2 separate regions of the Sus scrofa genome follow, and region 2 is linked to region 1. A link is a contact called in public Hi-C data. All regions are on one chromosome and are shown on one strand. Each heading gives the region's core, a stretch centred on a gene start, on an enhancer-like site or on the middle of the called end of the contact. The rest is flanking DNA. Distances are from core to core; before and after follow the strand shown. Region 1 has its middle 58 kb from the start of HERC1. Region 2 overlaps HERC1 (probable E3 ubiquitin-protein ligase HERC1).

The links. A called contact is a pair of places that touch in the nucleus more often than the background predicts.
Region 2: a Hi-C map of fetal liver shows a contact between it and region 1, with 2.3 times the contacts expected there. The contact joins two enhancer-like sites. A contact is called at or near these places in 4 of 47 Hi-C or Micro-C datasets (embryonic fibroblasts, fetal liver and liver).

The regions. Positions count from the first base shown.
Region 1 is chr1:108,145,268-108,151,093 of Sscrofa11.1, forward strand. No RefSeq gene overlaps it. Among named protein-coding and RNA genes, the nearest start is that of HERC1, 58 kb to the right of the region's middle. Within about 2 kb of position 3,609, at least 14 of the 83 cell types and tissues checked have an H3K27ac peak or open chromatin away from gene starts, as enhancers often do. A contact at or near this core is called in fetal liver, where this site is marked.
Region 2 is chr1:108,235,401-108,241,080 of Sscrofa11.1, forward strand. The region is part of intron 1 of HERC1 (probable E3 ubiquitin-protein ligase HERC1); the gene reads left to right. Among named protein-coding and RNA genes, the nearest start is that of HERC1, 32 kb to the left of the region's middle. Within about 2 kb of position 2,946, at least 2 of the 83 cell types and tissues checked have an H3K27ac peak or open chromatin away from gene starts, as enhancers often do. A contact at or near this core is called in fetal liver, where this site is marked.

The DNA of each region.
Region 1 (5,826 bases), core at 2,359-4,858:
GGACCTGCCTCTCCTGGGCCTCAGTTTCTGCATCTTCAAAGAGGAGTCGCAGCTGGAGGAGGTAGGAGATGGCCAGCAATGGTCTCAGCTCACCCGGGACTGAGGGTTTCATGGGACTCCAGACTTTCAGTGCTAAAACCAGAAGCGTCCAGGACAGAGGGGGTGATTGGTCACCCTACCCCCGATATGGCACCCAGAAAGAAGGACTGCTCAGGATCCTACAGAGAGAATGCACTGAAGGGAAAGCTGCCGAGGGGACCAGAGCCCATTCTGGGGCACTCTGGTGGCGGCTAAAGTTGCCGATCCCTCTTGCCCCCGTTTCTGATGCCCTTGGCCAGGAGCCCATCCCACAGGCCTCTACCTCTGTCTGGCTCTGGAGTCCAGCAGAAAGGGAGATGGGGCCCAGGCCAGGCAAGGGCACAAGGCTGGCTCCCATGGCCATGTCACTGGCCTGGTGCTGGGGTCACATGAAATACCATACGACTGCTGATGCTGCTGGAGGCTGAAAATACCCAGTGCCCTGGCCTGGGCACCTGGCTGACTGTTCTGGGCTGGGATTCAAGGGAGCGGCTGTAGTGTCTGTTACCCCACTAGTCTGGTCTCAATTGGGTTCTCACCACCTCAGCCAGGGGTCTCCAGGGTGAGGTGGCGCCCTAACGTTCCTATAGCTGAGTTTTTAAAAACAGAGGCCTGAGGTGGAACCACCAGATAGAAAGGCCATCCAAGGAATCTTTCTCAGAAAGCTGGGGCAGCTTCTTTCTGAAGATCCCAAGGAACCTCAACATGTATCTTTCTGATCCATGTGCTCATCCATGGACCAATCATGGGGACCCGGAGGGATTAGAGGATTTATTCAGGCCTGAGACCCAGGATCTCAGAGATTGAGGCAGAATCAGCTTCCTCCAAAACTGGTAGGGGGAACTGAGGTCCTTGTCAAGAGAAGGGGAACAGATGTTGGCAGTGTCTTTAGGATTTTCTAGGTATTGTATCATGTCATCTACAACACAGATAGTTTTACTTCTTCTTTTCCAATTTGGATTCCTTTTATTTCTTTTTCTTCTCTGATTGCCGTGGCTAGGACTTCCAAAACTGTGTTGAATAATAATGGTGTATGTGGACATCTTTGTCTTGTTCCTCGTCTTAGCAGAAAGGAAGATATTGGGAGGGACCAAATGTCTCCCTCATTCTCTTCTACTTTCCCAATGGCGCTCTTCACCTCCTGCTGCTCCTTGGATGCCCTCTGCGCTTTCAGGGTTGTTCTCATGAGCAGATTCTCTGGGGTTCATACGGGGCTCCCCACTCACAGATGTACCCACACCTATCCAGGAGAGAGGTCTGCTGCGGCCTCCAAAATCTGCAGGCCCTGCCCACCTGTAGCCCTCCTCCCTGGAAAGAAGCTTCAAACCTAGGCAGGAGGCACTACCTCAGATGTGGAGCTACTGGATTTGAAGTCAAGCCAGGACTCTAGAGCTGAAGCCCTGTTCTGGCAGCTTCTTGGTGCAGTGACTTTTAGCAGGAGCCTCACTTTTCCCTCTTGTAAAAACGGGGATAACGTTGTGTTCTGTGCGCTGTTGTGAGGATTAAATAAATGAATGCATGTGAGCTGATATGGTCAGTGCCCTGTACACGCCCAGAATGTGGCTGTTGCTGCAACAACCATGCTTCTTATTGACATCATACTAAAAGAATAAGAACAAATACATAAATGAGGAAAGTGGAGCAAAAGGGAAAGAAGGCTAGAGATTCTTTGCAGTATATCTGCCCTTAACAACCAAACCACTCTGGTGATTGTGTGTGTGTGGTTGGCAGGGGGGCATCGCATGGAGGGGCCACGCTTCTTATTACTAAGAGGCCACGCTTCCTGGGCGTCTCCGCGCCGTGGGTGGGGCCTGCACTCTCCACAAGCCGGGTTAGTTAGGGCGCCTCAGTGCCAGACCCGGGGCATCGTCTGCTTTCCACACAGCTTGGTTCCACCAGGAACCAAGTGCCCTCACATGACCATCACCAAACACAAAACCAGCTCTCTTCCTACCTGTCCGTGCCAGGGGCCGTTTGGATTAGAGAAGTATCAGTGATAGTGGTCCCGCTTGTTTTGTGTCAACCATGTGCCAGGTGATTTGCGTATATTATGTTTTCATAACAATCCTGAAAAAGAGCTGTTGTCCCTGTTTCACCAATGAGGAAAACTAAGGCTCAGAGAGGTGAATGACTTCTCTAAGACCATAAACTCACAGGAGAGTTTGAGCTCACATCCGCTTCTCTCTGGCTGCCAAGCCCAAGTGCGCTCTACCACACAGTGGGGAGAAAGAGACCTGAGGTCCTGATCATCAATTCCTGTGGGACAGGCAAGTGCCTCCTGTGGGTCCTCAGTTTTTTCACCTGTGACTTAGGTGATGCCTAAGGTCAGGGTTCTGTTCTCCTGGCATCTGATTTCTTGGAGGCTCTCTGCTGCCATGGGTACAGAGCACAGTGAGGACAGAACTGTGACACAGGAGACCACGGTATTTCCTGTTTCTTCTTGTGAGGCTCTTCCTCTGGCCAGGCTAGTGTCTTTCCACTGGCAGACAGCTTTGAACCCAGGAGTCACCCCCCAGGCTGCTTTGCCCTGTTCTCCCAACATTGCTACCCACAGCCTCAAACAGAGCATTTTCAGTCTCTGCTGGGTTCTGCCATCTTTGAGAAGACCTAGCAGGGAAGCTAAGATACGTATCTGAATTAAGGGGTGAGGAGCTAATGGGCTTTTTAATTGTGTTTTACCAGTATCTTTTGGAAACAGTGTCATAAACCCAAAGAGCAAGCAGCCAATTTAGTAACTTCATCAGTGTCTGTCTGTCAGAGTCCCTCAACCCCCTGCACATTCATTGTGGTTTTTGCTCTACTTGGCCCTCCCCCTAGACCATGCACTGCCTGACCTTGCTCCCTTGCCAGAAGAAGTGCTTAATAGAGCAACGGCCACCATACTCAGGGGGTGAGTGGACCTGGATTTGACCCTGCTTGTGGGAATGTTAGCCACTTCCTGAGCTCCCTCTACATCTCAGCCAGGCTGGGAATTTATTCCTTAGTAGCTAAAGAAGCAGTAAGAAGGTGGAAGGAGGGAGGCAGAGTGTTCAGAAATTCTAGCAACAGACAGATTTCCTGTGTTCCTAGTGCTGAGACCTTCCAGCACTTGCTGGATGAACTTTTTCAGTGTGGCCGCATAAAGCTCCCAAGAGCCAGTCTACTCTCTTTTGGGCAGGGGAGTAAATTTATCAAGAAATAACCAGAGGGGAGAGAATTATATTTATCAAGTTCCTGCTATGCATGGGTGTTGTTCTAGGTTAGTGTGCAGGCTTTATCTGACTTCTATCTGTACTCATTTTGACAGATGAGAAAACTGAGGACTGAAAGGTTAGGGCATATGAGATAACAAAACTAGTACATGGTGGAGCCTGGGTTTGAACCCAGGTCTAACTGTAAAGTCCATGTTCCCTGTGCTCCTGCAGGCTGCCTTTGGGTGGGTCCTTGGGACACCGAGGCTGTGGAACAGTAGGAGCTGTGCCTCATTCCAATGAGGACCCAGACAAGAAGCCCTGGAGGCCAACTTTGTGTGCATTGGAGCCACACCCCTCCCCTAGCCTGTGGGTCCTGGGCCCTGTAACCCTGCAACTTCCTCTGCATTTGCTGGGCATCCCGGCAGATTTTTTTCAGAGATGCTTGGAATCATGTCTGACTAAGACCACCAGGTGGCGCAGTGTAGGCTGTGGGACCTTGACTCCTGGATCTAAGGCTCAGCCAGTTCTTGAGGATCTTTTGTGGCAGACTAGGATTCCCTCTCCTAAGAGGTCCCTGGGGAACTCTAAAAATACAAGCCTAATCCTTGAGGGTCTGGTTTGATATTCTGGATTGGGTTCCTGGAATCTGCCATTACTTTAAAGTTAACCTTTTGATTTTCTGAATTGGTGATTTGAATTCACATGGTCCAAGTATTTTTAAGTATGAAAAGATGTGTGCAGAAAAATCCTCTACTTCCCATAAGGTATTCACTATTAATAGTTACCTGTGAAGACAGCTAGAGATTATACCTATGTAGATAATATTATTTATGTAAGCACCTACATTTAAGACTATATGTAAGAGTATACATATGTCATAAGAAATAAGGATATATATTATTTCCCATTTTTACACAGTGGCCACATATCTTTTTACTAGATGATTTTTATCTTGTTATATTCACTTTAAGAGTTGTATTTCTAATCATAAACTTTGTAAGAAAAAAGATATATTACACTCTTCTATTAAATAAGACTACTTGTCATTTAAAGCAATAAAGTAACTGATCTGAGCCATATTTTATTTGATCACATACAGATAAGATATACCATGCATACATTCAACAAAAGAAGCAAAATGAATAGATTTTCATAAAAGTTAGGAGTTCCCATCATGGCTCAGTGGTTAATGAATCTGATTAGGAACTATGAGGTTGTGGGTTCGATCCCTGGCCTCCCTCAGTGGGTTAAGGATCCTGCGTTGTTGTGGCTCTGGTGTAGGCCAGCGACTACAGCTCCGATTAGACCCCCTAGCCTGAGAACCTCCATATACCGAAGGTGCGGCCCTAGAAAAGGCAAAAAGACCAAAAAAAAGTTACAGAACAAACCATATATTCTTTTGCAGTCTAGCTAAGCATAGGTTATCACAAGTAAAAATATTAACAAGCAATAGCTGTTGATTTGATAGGAATGTGAATATCTCAGCCATGAACCTTACTGTAAAAATTCACTTGACTTTGGATGGCCAATCTCAAATTGTCATTTAATGACTGTCTTATAGTCTGGGTCACCAGGTTGGTGAGCTTCCTCAGTGTTGACAATAAACACTTGAATTATGTAAGAGGTGCTCATACTCTAGGACTCCTGGAGAAAACACCCTCTGGAGTGGGTCTTATCATTTCACAGATGAAGATGCTGGGCTCAGAGAGGTTAAGTGACCTGCCCAAGGTCACACAGCTGGTAAGGAGATGAGGTGTTGTTTTTCTACACTCACTGCTGCCTGAATCACATGAAGATCAGGCTCTACTTTGGCTTGGCCACTGCCCCTGGATGACCTTGGGAAGGTCTCTTCTCTCTCCACCTTAGTCTTCCCTTCTGTAAAATGGCTGGATTTTTAAGGTCCTTGCTAGTTTTAGATTTCAGCGTGTGGTGGGAATGGAGGAGGGTAGGAGTACAGTATGGAGATGACTGCACTATGGAAGGTAGTGGGGAGAGAAAGAGAGGGAGGAAGGGGTAGGGGAGGGAGGAAAGGAAGAGGAGGAATAAAGCAATGGATAAACAAGCTATAAAAGTTTAAATCTAAAACAAACGTGGTAACAGATTAAGATGATATCTAGTGAATATTTCTTGTGGCTCAGTGGAAACGAATCCAACTAATATCCATAAGGTTGTGGGTTTGACCCCTGGCATTACTCATTGGGTTAAGGATCTGGCATTGCCATGAGCTGTGGTGTAGGTCACAGACATGGTTCAGATCCTCAGTTGCTGTGGCTGTGGTGTAGGCTGGCAGCTGCAACTCTGATTAGACCCCTAGCTTGGGGTCTAACCTCCATATGCCATGGGTGTAGCCCTAAAAAGAAAAAAAACAAAAACAAAAACAAAACCAAAACAAAACAAAACCAGATGATGTCTATAAATACAACATAACATTCCAGAGTTTCAAGCAGGCTTAGAAGGTCTCTGCTGTTGGCCTTAGTTCTGGGTTCTGTGCATGTATGTCCTGGGGCCTCCTGTGGACGGGGAAAGGTCAGAGGAAGGCCTGCAGGGACCTGCCCCAGGTTCTGTGGCTTTGAGA
Region 2 (5,680 bases), core at 1,696-4,195, 89 kb after region 1:
GTCTTCCCAAATCTCCATGTGTTCACCAACCTGAAAGCTCTCTGAACCCAGTCCTTTTTTTGGGTTTTTACGGAGGCCTCATTACATAGACATGATTGATTAAATCACTGATCATTGGTGATAGAGTTCAACCTTCAGCCCTTTTCCCTTCTGCAAGAGGTCAGGGGTTGGGACTGAAAGTTCCAACTCTAATCATGTGGTTGACTCCACTAGCAACCGCCACCCCCTGGGAGATTTGGAGATTATTTCATTTGAATCCCTTATTTTGTAGATGAGCCCTGGGAGGGTAAGTAATTTTATGATAGGTCATTTCTTGATTATTAGTGGTTTTTTGTTTGTTTTGTTTTGTTTTGCTATTGTTTGTTTGTTTTTTGGCTGCACCCATAGAACATGGAATTTCACGGGTCAGGGATCAAACCTGTGCCATAGCAGTGACCCAAGCCAGATCCTTAACCCATTGTGCCACAAGAGAACTCTGATTAGTGTCTCAATTTCCCTATCCCATTCTAGTATTAACTGAATTGTGCTCAACTTCTTTGTAGCTAAGGTAGGAAACTGATAAACTGGATTAAGACATTAAGGTTTGAAAATAATTGAATATAAAGATATAAACTTTGTGAACCTACTGTATACTTTCTTGGAGTTTCAGGGGAAAGGAAAAATTAAATCAGTTATCAGTTATTGCACCTTGTCCCAGCTTGACGGTTGCTGATAACAGGAACTACACTGAAAAGTATTTGATTAAATCATAGGTTTTGCTGTTTTTGAACAATGGTGGGATATCAACAGTGGAGATTCTATAAGTAGTGGATAACTTGGCTTTGAAATGGATGGTCTGAAAACTAGCTTTTAAATAATATTTGAAGAAATTAACTTCATTTTGCATCTTACTGAGGGCTAAAATTAATTTATTCTTGTCTTTCACATTTAGAGATCATCTTGATTATAGCCAGTATGAATGGGGCTTACAGCTTGAAAAATTTAGACATTCTAGTTGATTTTATTATGTGGTTTAGCGCTGAAGGAACCAGAATTTATCATTTGATGAATTGGTTTTCATTCTTTTATTTGCCTACAACATTATATAGTAAAAGGACTAAGCAGAACTTTTCAGAAGTTTAATTGAAAATGTTATTAGTTTGATGCTGTATTTTATTCTTTGAACCTCTCTGCTGATTATAATTATTCTGAAAAACTTCTTTCCCCTTTCTTCGGCAAATCTTGCTGCATTGATGATTCATCTTTCTGTTTTACAAATGCATTGTCAGAATATACCCAGAGGTTTTGTGATGTTTATGTATAACACAAATATGAAATGACAAAGTGTAAGTAAAACTATCCAGTAAACATGTCTTATGTAGCAAGCTGATAGATATATTCTGTGGTATTTGTTCCATAACTTTGCAAATTTCTGTATGACCAAGGAAAGGACAAAGACCTTTAAGCTATGTTACTTAATTTTTGTTTTTAAAAACTTCTATATTATAGTTATAAACATGATAGATAAATCCTTAAAAATTTTTTTAGGATTTTTTTGGTTGTTAAAATGCTGTTTATAAATACAAGACTATTATGAAGATAACTTTTGCATTTCTATATATGTATTCTAAATTAAAACAACAATGGCACATTGATAATCTTTGATTATATTATAATTGAAAACAATATGCCTATACAAACTTTTTTGTTTTTCCTTTTCTTGAAGAATATTTAAGACTCTAGAGAAGTAAAGAGGATAAAAAAAGACTTTCTTCTACTAACATTGTGAGTTAAGCAACTTTTTTTTTTTTTTTTTTTGGTTTTTTTGCCATTTTCTTCGGCCGCTTCCCGAAGAAAATGGCAAATGGAGGTTCCCAGGCTACGCCAGAGCCACAGCAACACGGGATCCAAGCCACGTCTGCAACCTATACCACAGCTCACGGCAACGCCGGATCCTTAACCATGGAGCAAGGCCAGGGATCGAACCTGCCACCTCATGGTTTCGTTAACCACTGAGCCACGACGGGAACTCCCATAAGCAACCATTGTTGAGGGAAACTGTGTTTGCTATGAAGTCAGCTAGCTCTCCTAATTTCAGGAAGGAACTCCTGATTATTTTTTCATTAGCACTCACTCTTATCCATGGGAAGAAAGCTCTCCCTACAGAGGCAAAGCCGGAATAATTTACGCCTCCTGGACATTCTTGCCTGAGATCATCATAGATGTTTAGGGGGACAAACCAGTGAGAGGCTGCTATTTGGTTATGTAGGGACAGTGAATAGGGCAGTGAAGACAAGAAGGGCACGCTGTCCTTGTATTCTCAGTTATCAAGTCAACAGGGTCTCCAAGCATGAAGATCATTCCCCAAACTTATACATATGAAGGTGTAACTGGGGATATACATAAGGCACCTGCAGAAGTGGTAGTATCTGTGGATTCATTCAATGACATAGAGATGTTAGTATTACTCAGTGAAGGTTCAGACATTGTGTTGTTACACACTGAGAGTTTACCTAGATAGATAGATACGTCAACAAGTTTACAAATGATTGGACTTGGATTGGCAACTCTGCAGAACTTTTCATTCAGGTATTCAAAATATCTTGTTTTCCCATCCCAGGGCTGGGTCAAATTGAAGCAAAGAATAAAGTTAGGTGGGCTTAGCAGCCTTACTTTATAAAATGGGTACATGGATCATTTAGAACCGGCAGCAACATATGGAATCCAGGTGAAATTACTTATAGGGTGAACTGAAGAATTGGATGGACTGAGGTTTCTTTGGCCATCAGAGAATTTTTCCCCTTTTGCAAGGGATTGGGAAATACACATGAGGGCGTTATCCTATGGAAGGTAAGGAGAAAACAAAGTAAGAGACAGTATTGAAAGTAATGTATACAGGGCTGGTCCATCTTAGGAAAGCTGTCAGCCTCAGTTATCATCTTCTCCAGATCCTGCACTTTACCTTCATGTTGCCATATGGTGTGCCCAGCTGGGGTTTGGTGCCTTCTTTGGGTGTGACGTGAATCCAGAAGTCTGGTATATGACGGCGTAATTGTTAGTCAACAGTACTTGATAAGGGGCCCTTCTGCCTTCTTTAGATAACACATCCTGAATTCATTTGGGGGAAGCACTTCCTGCTATACTGTTTTTGTTTTCAGTAATTTATTGAGTTGAAATTCTTGTAACAAAATTAACCATTTTAAAGTGAATAATTCATTTATACTTAACAATGTTGTGCCACCACCATCTCTGTCTAGTTTCAAAACGTTTTCACTACTCCAAAGTAAAACCCCTTACCCATTAAGCAGTTTCTTTTTAATTCTCTGCCCCCACTATCTCCTGGCAATGTTTTTTTCTTTTTGTCTCTATTCATTTAACAATTCTGGACATCTCATGCAAATAGAATCATACAATATGTGACTTTTTGTGTCTGGCTACTTTATTTTAGTATAATTTTTATAAGGCTCAGTCATGTTGGAGCAGATATCAATACCTCATTCCTTTTTATGGCTGAGTAATATTCCACTCTATTGTATAGGCAATACATTTTATTTACTTATTCATCTATTGATGGCATTTGAGTTTCTACCTTTTGGCTACATAAGTAAATATGTTGTGAATGTTCCCATACAAATTTTCCTATGCATGTGTTTTCAGTTCTCTTGGGTTTAGACCTAGTTGAGGAACTGCTGAACTGTTTTCCACAGCTATGTTTCCATTTTTATTCATAATAGTGAGTATCTTATGGTTTTTATTTGTTTTTTCTTGATTAGGTTAGTTGACTGCCTTTTTCATTTTTTTCCTGTTAAAGAATCATCTCTGAAACTTTGCTATTGATACTGTTGTTTTTGTGTCTTTTCTGTAAAAAAAAAAAAAAATTTTTTTTTTTTTGGTCTTTTTAGGGCCACACCCATGGCATATGGAGGTTCCCAGGCCAGGGGTCTAATTGGTGATGCAATTGCAGGCCTACACCACAGCCACAGACACACCAGATCTGAGCCACTTCTGCGACCCGCACCATAGCTCATGGCAACACTGGATCATTATTAACCCACTGAGTGAGGCCAGGGGTTGAACCTGCATCCTCATGGATACTAGTCAGGTTTGTTTCCGCTGAGCCACTACAGGAACTCCTGTAAATTTGTATTATCTTTATTATTCCCTTCATAAAGTTTATTTTGTTGTTTTTCTAATCCTGAATTGAATTATACATGTAAATATTTAGAAATGAAATATTTGTCTTTGTATATTTCTTTGAATCAACTTTGCCTGTATTCTGTTGATTTGTGTGTGTGTGTGTGTGTGTGTGTGTGTGTATTTATTTTTTATTTTTTCATTTTTTATTTTTTTGCATTTTAGGGCCACACTCGGGAGATATGGAAGTTCCCAGGCTAGGGGTAGAATTAGAGCTACAGCCACTGGCCTGTGCCACAGCCACAGTGACACGGGATCCGAGCTGCAACTGCAACCCACACCACAGCTCACAGCAACACCAGATCCCTGACCCACTGAGAGAGGCCAGGGATCGAACCTGCCTCCTCATGGATACTTGTCACATTCATTTCTGCTGTACCACAACAGGAACTCCTGGATATATAATGTTTTTTATGTACTTTTCTAGATTTTGTGAAATCCCTTTTTTCTTAAAAACCTGTTTAGAAGAGAGCTTCCAAAATTTTAGCTTGTGGAGTTCCTGTTGTGGCTTAGCAGTTAACAAACCCAACTAGCATCCATGAGGACATGGGTTCAATCCCTGACCTAGCTCAATGGGTTAAGGATACGCTGTTGCCGTGAGCTGTAGTGTAGGTCACAGACGCGGCTTGGATGTGGCATTGCTATGGTTGTGGCATAGGCCGGTGGCTATAGCTCTAATTGGACCCCTAGCCTGGGAACCTCCATGTGCCATGGGTGCAGCCCTCAAAAGACCAAAAAAAAAAAAAGACAAAATTTTAGCTTTTTACCATGTTTTGGTTTTCATCATTTAAAAATCTGCATAGGTAACAAATGCACATATATAAAATTCAAAAGGTTATGCAGTGAATAGTAACATCTGTCCTACTCCTATCTCTCGGTAACCCAGTTGCCTCCCGCAAGAGGCAACTAGTGTTCCTAGTTTTTTTTGTGTATCTTTCTAGAGTTTATGCATTAATGAGCATACCTGCATATTTAAATCTTTTAAAATATAAATATTTTATATATCAATTCCTATAGTCGTAATATATATAATTATAATAATATATAATTATATATAATATGTATAATTATAATATATATAATTATATATAATATATATATATAATTCATTTAATAATATATCTTGTAGATAGTTCCATATTAGTTGTTTGTATAAATACTTTTTGTTTCATTGCTTTATGGTTAGAAATATGGTCTAAATGAAACCCAGATTTTGGAATAATTTGAAATAGTCATTTTTTAAAATTCAGTGAATTTTACTATATTTACAGTTGTTCAACCATCATCACAACGTAAATTTAGAACGTTTCCATCTCAAACCCCCAGTCCACCCCTTCCTCTCCCCACCTGTCCCCTTTGGTAACTGTAAGTTTTTCAAAGTCTGTGAACTTGTTTCCGTTCTGCAAATAAGTCGTTTATATCCTTATTCCACATATAAGTGATAGCATATGATCCTTGTCTTTCACTGTTTGACTAACTTCACTTAGCATGGTAATTTCTAGACCTA